Linked DNA regions of Gossypium arboreum: region 2 is linked to region 1. Evidence: chromatin contacts called from public Hi-C data. All regions are on one chromosome and are shown on one strand. Each heading gives the region's core, a stretch centred on a gene start, on an enhancer-like site or on the middle of the called end of the contact. The rest is flanking DNA. Distances are from core to core; before and after follow the strand shown. Region 1 has its middle 11 kb from the start of LOC128284275. Region 2 holds the start of LOC108472544.

What was found. Hi-C and Micro-C count contacts between places; a contact is called where the count stands out from the background.
Region 2: a Hi-C map of leaf shows a contact between it and region 1, with 2.1 times the contacts expected there. The contact joins the promoter of LOC108472544 here to the enhancer-like site in region 1. A contact is called at or near these places in 2 of 5 Hi-C or Micro-C datasets (both in leaf).

Annotation. Positions count from the first base shown.
Region 1 is chr11:109,811,198-109,815,200 of ASM2569848v2, reverse strand. No RefSeq gene overlaps it. Among protein-coding and RNA genes, the nearest start is that of LOC128284275, 11 kb to the right of the region's middle. Within about 2 kb of position 2,435, at least 1 of the 2 cell types and tissues checked has an H3K27ac peak or open chromatin away from gene starts, as enhancers often do. A contact at or near this core is called in leaf, where this site is marked.
Region 2 is chr11:109,849,850-109,853,500 of ASM2569848v2, reverse strand. It overlaps LOC108472544, which reads right to left and starts at 2,281. Exons shown (of 4, transcript XM_017774083.2): 1 at 1,908-2,281; 2 at 1,602-1,817; 3 at 986-1,270; 4 at 99-376. The coding sequence starts at 1,913. The coding sequence ends at 326.

The DNA.
Region 1 (4,003 bases), core at 1,186-3,685:
AACGGCCATAATCTTAGGAACAGAATAATAACATTTTCATATTAACGTGAGTTGAGTGAGATAAAAATAATAAAATTAAATTGATATTGAAAAAAACCTACCCCCTCCCCAGAATGATTCTCGATCATCAGACGATATATCGAAACCGTGTATGACCTCCCGATACCCGGATTCGTGCTCCATCTACGGAAACAAATTGTTAGAACAATATAACCCAAAAAATTCAATTAATTGCTATAACGTGTAAAGATTCATCACCTATTAACAAGTGGAAATATATATGGCTGGTGATTAATGGATGCCAAGAATGGCATCCGATAAAGTGCCCACGACTGCAGCAGTATAAGGCATCCGCCTATGTCCATCGCAGAAGGATCTATCATCCGACAAAGTTCGCGGTACAGCGTGGCTAACACTGCAGACCCCCAACTGTATGAACGCGTGTTATGCAAATTAGACAGTAGCGGTAGGTACATCAAACTGACTTCACTGCCGTGTGAATCTGGCACGAGTACACCTCCTATAAGGTGCATAATGTAACCTCGAGCGGCCTGCATAACCTCCAATTCAGTGGCAGTATTGGGCAAATGCTCAAAATTGACCTTTAGCCATGAAAACCGCAATGTGGCAAATTTCCCCTCACTTGAGGAGCGTCTAAGTAACTCGTAGCAAAGGCGAGCTGGCCTCGAGATCAAACTTACGCCTGTGACCACGTTCCCGTCGATAGGGAGCCCTAACTGTACTGCAACGTCTTCCAAAGTTATGGTGCACTCCCCGCACGGCAAATGAAATGTATGCGTCTCCAGACGCCATCGCTTGACTAAAGCAGAAATTAAGTCATATCGCAGCTCAAAAGTCCGGATCAATGCTGCTGATCCGAACCCCGCTAACTCTAAGAACGGTATTACGCGTTCATCCGGCTGAAACCCTACATTATAAATACGACCCCTCAATACGCGGTACTCGACTTGACATTATTATATTTACGAAATGGTTAATACAATATAATTTCATTCAACAAATAATGTGACTATCAAATAAAATTTTCATTACCATCTCATTAATGTTACTCGATATGTGACCCTTATTTTCATTATCAATCAACGAACCCATTTCTTGCAAATCGCAATTAAAATTATCAAATAAATAAAATTATAAATTTACATTATATCAAAATTACATTAAAATTACATTAAAATTTCTTACTCTCTTGTAATTATTTAATTTTATTTCTTACTCTCTTTAGATCTTTTATTCAACATCTTTCCATATTCAAAGTAACTTATTTCTCATATACTCACTTTCAACTAGTCAATTATGCATCTATTCAACCGCAAAGTACTACATTACTTCCAATCATAAAGCCAAATGCATTTTAACATATCATTTATATTAATGTGTTTAATTCTTTAATATATATTATTTCTCTTGTTATGTATTTTATACAAGTTAAAATATAAGCATAATTTATTAATAGTCTATTTTACTCTTAAAAATATTTTATTTTTCCTTAAGTTTTGATTAAATTTTATAAAATTTAAAAGAATTATTTTTAACACTTTACATAGGTAAATTTAATTAATTTTAAAAGTTTGAAATTAAATTAAATTATAATTTAAGAATATTTGAAAAGATTAATTCTCAAGTTTATACATTTTACATAGGTATAAATTTTTATTTTATTTTTAGAATGTATTAGTCACTATATTTCTCACTTTTTGTTAACAATGAAGTGAATGCTAGTAAAGTTTTTTAAATAAAATACAAAAATATTGATTCCAAGTAAACTGAACTGGACAATAACCGACAAAATATTGATTTTTATATATTTATTTAAAGGGAGGCTGCCATCAAGCTATCAAAATCGAGCATCAATGGCAAAATAATGGGGTTTTTACCCAACTAGGTTAAAAAAATTAAAACACCAAAATAGGATGTTAGATAAAAGTAAAACAAAAATCATGAACTTGAAAATTCAACAAAAAAGTTTAAATTAAAAATAAATAAAGCAAGACTTGACAAGTAGTATTAAAAACAAAAACAAAAATTAGCAACTAATAAACTATATTCAAGTACAATAATTACATAACACTCTTAAATTACTAATATATTACTTTTTTTAAAATGTACTTTTCTTTTAATTTTAAAATAATTACAAACACTAAAATTATCACATAACACTAAACTACTAATATTTTAATCTTAAAATAATTATAAAAAATTACTAACATATTTTTCTTCTTTTCCTCCTTCTTCTTCTTCTTCTTCTTTTTTTTTTTTTTTCTTCTTTCTCTCTTTCTTTGTTGCATTCACAAAATTGGGGACCATGCTTATATGGTCCCCCATTACAAAATTTAAATTTTTTCTCTCTGTCTCTACAGGTGGGATGGGGGGTGGGGATAGGGACACGTGGTGGGCTGTAGGGAAGTTGCGCCCCTACAGCAGGCGCGAATGGTCGTGCCTCCGGGTCTAGCTCGATCCGATTTTGACCCGACTGAATTTTAAAAATTTAAAAATTTAAAAATTATTAAAATATAATAAAATAATAATATTTTAAAAAAATTATATTATTAAAAAAATAAGTCGCACCTGTCAGGTAGGCTCGACCCAAAAAAACAACCCATTTCCATAAATAATGTATCTGACACCCTATTTTGATATTTTAAAATTTTTCTTAACCCAATTAGATAAAAAACCCTCTATACTGAAATCGCTTTTAAACTTCAACAATAAGACGTGCTTTTCCTTTTGTCTATATTTCTTTCTTTTTCTTATTAATTTTCTTTACTAAATTGATTTTAACTTTATTAATAAAAAAAAAAAACCCAAGTCAAGCACCTGCGGATCTCAAATATTAATTATCTAAACAATATTGTCAACCAATCTCTAAGTTTTTTGTTTACCTAGAAATGTTAGGTAATTACACTTCCAGAAACAAAATGTAAGTTCTTAAAAAATCTCAAAACCATAATCTTTGTCTAAGCTACTTATATCCTCAATTTGAAAAAAGAAACTCAATTAACCTCATATTGGTCTCAAACAAAAATAGGTTTGAATCTAAATGAGTTAACAAAATAGAAGGCCCAAACTTAAAGCGGCAGTTGGACCCAAGTTTTGAAGCATGGATAAGTAGTTTCTTCGGCTGTTCTTTTGACACTAATATTATAACTTTCAACTTTCGAAATCTGGGAAAATAATGAAGTAAATTACACGGCAAGTTTATGTTTCTTCTTTTCTTTTTTACTCAATCTTTAAAAGTTTTATGATGATGATCATTCAACTAATTCTTTTGTTTTTGTTTTTTATCTTTATCCATTTCAGTTAAGTGTATTTAACAAATTTAATAACAAATTTAACATTTCAAAATATAATAACAAATTTAATAACAAATCATATTTCAAAAATATAATAACAAATTTAACATTTTAACTTTATTCATCATTTTAAAAGTAATAATTCTCAACATTACAAATTATTTCAATTTAATTTTAACTCTAAAAATAAAAATACATAAATATCTCAAAAATTATAGTAAAATTATATAAATGAAATAAAAATTACATTGTATTTTAATAAAATAATGAGTTAATCTGTTGGGGATCGACTTGTATAAACAATAATATAATAAAAGTGGTGAAGAATGAATACAAATATTATACGTGGAACATCCTCAAAGGGGAAAAACAACAGGCAAAGAAGGTATCGACTTTTTATTAAATGAGTAAACAAACGACAGTATAATATGAAGAAATAAACCTAAAAGTACTAAATGAATAAGCACCCAAACGTTCGCAAGTCACCCAAACTCGATCCAATTTAAAACCTTTTCAATTTCTACTAAACTATTTGTTATGAGCCTACGAGCCCCAAATCGACCATTAAAAGCTGTTCGGGAATAGCCCGAGTCCTTAAACCATCTATAGAAAATTTGACTTTGAAAACAAGACACACGCCTGTGTGGAAGGGTAACATGCCCGTGTGGCCATTTCGACATGGTCGTGTG
Region 2 (3,651 bases), core at 1,032-3,531, 38 kb before region 1:
AAATCAGAAGTCGAAATTGTGGTTTTTGGTAACCTATAATAGTCCCTATCAATTGGTATTTGTTTTGCGGAGCGCATTTAACTTTGAAAGACTTATAGTTACTAAAAACGACAATTCTATTTTATACTTTTAAAATACAAGAAGTGTAACGCAAAGTCTCCATATAGTGTAAGTTCATTGGTAGACAAGGGACAAAATCTCCATTTCATAGTCATTTCTCATTGCTAGTCAAAACATTTTTAGATGGAACAAAAAGAAATAAATCACTAGACTAACTATATAAACATGAAATCCCTTCCTTTTAAAACACAAAGCGATAAAAATTTCATGTTGCACAAGCTGGTACCAAGCAGGAAAAGAATCCTGGCATCTTCTTCTGCATTCCATAACAAAATAAACATGTAAGAATAGAGCATAACCAGATAGGTCATAGTTAAGAGTTTAAATTTTAATATACGTGACCCTTCTTTATCATTAGAAGAAAAGAATGAATGGCTCAAGGAAACCATGGGTTGGGTAATACAACAAATTAGAAAGAGATGGGAAACCTTTCAGCTACTAAACCTTGGCCTAAGTTTTTAAGGAAAAAACAACCCCCACAAATATTTCTTTATGATTAATTAATTTATAGCGGAATTTGAGGGGGGTTTTCAAACTTGGAATGGGATGACAAAGGACTTGTGTGTTGACAAGAAATCAATGTTTCCCTCATTATATGTCCATGTGAACAGATTCAAGCCGGTGCCCTTTGAAGGAATTGGACTATCATGTGATTTTTTTTTTATACAATGGAATCTTAAATTTATTTAAACTATCACACAGGCATAGTATGCCTGTAAATCCATCCCATGACTTCAGAGATATAGTAAACGTTCTTGACCAATAGATTAAATGTTGGATTCAAAGTGATACATTTAATTTATTACCTACTTATACTCACATTAAAAAAATAAAGATAAAAGAAGAGATCGGGAAGAGGACATACTCGCTTGGAAGAGTGAAGGAGCTCAGGGGGGATTTTGTAGAGATCTTCATCAACAGGTTTAGGAGGTCGAACAGGTAATCTCTTGGGAATAGGAGGTGGAAAGGCATCGTATTTGAGGTGCTTACTATTGCTGCTTGTAGTGTTGTCATTATTAATTGACAAAGACAGATGGTGGTGGGGATTTTGGTAGTATTTCCTTGGCGGTTCAGTCACGTCACATACTCTCCCCGCCTTCTTTTGCTCCTTAACATGCGCTCCTCCCTTTTCCCTTACCCTACTCGCCTGCTGCATACCACCGCCCATCTCCATTATTATCAGTGCCACTAAATCATATTTTCATATTAAATAATAATAATAAATTCTGCAAGATGCAAGGTAGATTTCGGGAAAAGGTTGCAGTGTTGTGTACTAACACTGTTGCCTAGATAAGAAAAGTTCCCAGAAAAAGGCTTGAAGACAGATTAGTGCTTTATTACTTCTCCAAGTCCCCACTGTACAAAGTTTCGGTGGAAATTTCAGAAATGATTCTTTTTTTTTTCTTTTGTTCAAACTTGGGGTTTTCTACATCAACAAACATGACAAATTCTACAACTTTATTAAAATTTAATTAACTGACCTTTCTAGGAGGAGCAAGATTACGAGAATGTTTCCTTGAATTAGCTGTTTCATACAAGTCATGAGCAGCAACATAAGGGTTAGATTCTCCAGATGAAGAGCTGAAACGAATCAAACCCGCTTGTCTAGCGCATTCGAAGTACTGAGTTATAGGCAGCTCATTTGCATTGTCCCAGTCTCCAAATGCTGGTATCTGCCCGCTTCTCTTGCAATATTCCTAAAAACAAACCCAATAAGAGAATTAGTTAAACAATAGATCCATTCAAGATTCAAAGACTTGTTTAAGAAAAAGAAAAGAACAACTTACATCCATTGTTGGAGGTTATGAGTGACAGTTGACTAATGACGAAGAGTGAAGCTTGAAAGGGTTGTGTTGTTTAAAAGAGAATGAAGAGTGCAAAAAGGTAAATAAAAGATATAGGGATTCTGAAGAAAGCTACAGCAGATATAAATTCTGCTTCAGAATTACTTACTTAGAAGAAGAGAATCTGCAGATAAAAGATAAGAGTTTCTGAGCCTTTGAAACACATTTATATCATAAAAACAGCTAAATAAATCAATAAATAGAAGGAGAGTATAGCTTAAAAATAATAATAATAAGACCGAGAAATCTACAATTAGGGGCTTTGTTTGTCAACTTTTTCGCATTATAATAATGGGTTTTTTTGTTTGTTTAATAGTTTCACGCGGCAAAGTCAGAAAAATGGGACCCTTAACAATGCAGGCTGAGTGTGTTCACAGTTCACTTGGATATAGGGGAGTTGTTAAACTGTTATAAAAAGTGGGTGAGGTTGCAGATTGCAGTGTCCTGTAAAGCCAATTTTTTTGGGTTATCAAAGATTTGTTTTTCTTTTTATATTCATATATATTGGACAAATAAAGATCTGAAAAAGCTTAGATTTTACATAATGATGCCAACATCTTTGAGATCCATAAAAATAGCTGTAACATATAAACATTACAAATATGTTATGTTAATTGTTTTAAACATGTCATATTATTATTATATTTTCAAACTCATTAAATAATAAAATGTTGTGTGAAAAGGGAAAACACTGTTTTGCTGAGAAGCCGTATGAGATGGTCAAAGTTATATCCAACCTAATTCTGAGACCCTTTTTCTTCTGAACGAATGGTATGTAATTTTATTGGAAACTTTTGGCCAAAGTTTGAATTTGCTAAGACATTAGACTTTTTTTTTTTTTTCAATACTACTTTTAAAACTATTTTTCTCTCGTGATAAAGACTGATATCCACTCCATTAAAAGCTCTTCCAGTTTGGTACATTTTCTTTTAGGATTTTTGGACATACTTTTTCATATTAACACGTAACAAACTTAGATGTCAAAATTATATCAGTATGAATGTGATAGTGTATTGGAGAATAGCTACAAAATGAGATATGGTTATCTTCATTTTAATCATGGAATGGCGAGTTCTTTGAGGCATAGATAAACTAAAGTTTGCAGATTAGTTAGGTAGATTCTACCAAAGGATGGGTGGCATAAGGTGAACATTGATGGTACTATTAGTAATGTGCTTAGGAATGCTTCAACTGGTGGTTTAATCCGTGACTAACATGGCAATTGGATTGCTGATATATATATATATATATATATATATATATATTGTTTTGTATTCAATGTCGATATTTGGGGTGCTATAACACCTCTTACCCGTCTCCGTTATCAGATTAGGTTTATGAAATGCCACCATTCAAAACAAAATAGAAACAAGCCATCACAATTCAAATTTTCTTTAAATAAAAATTATTCATTAAACATGTAATCATAAACATGATATTCATACATAATCAAGTTTAAATTGAGCTTACGAAAGTCCTAAAACAATTTGAATTTAAGCAAGGACTAATTTGAAACATTTAAGACAAATATGGAAAAATGTAAAATAGGGGTCACACGGCCGTGTGATAGCATGAGGCCATGTGGTGCAAGGTCACACACTCGTGTCCTCAAACCATGTAACAATTTAGTGTTGTATGATAAATGTAACACCCCGTAACCCCGAACCGTTGTCGGAACAGAGTTACG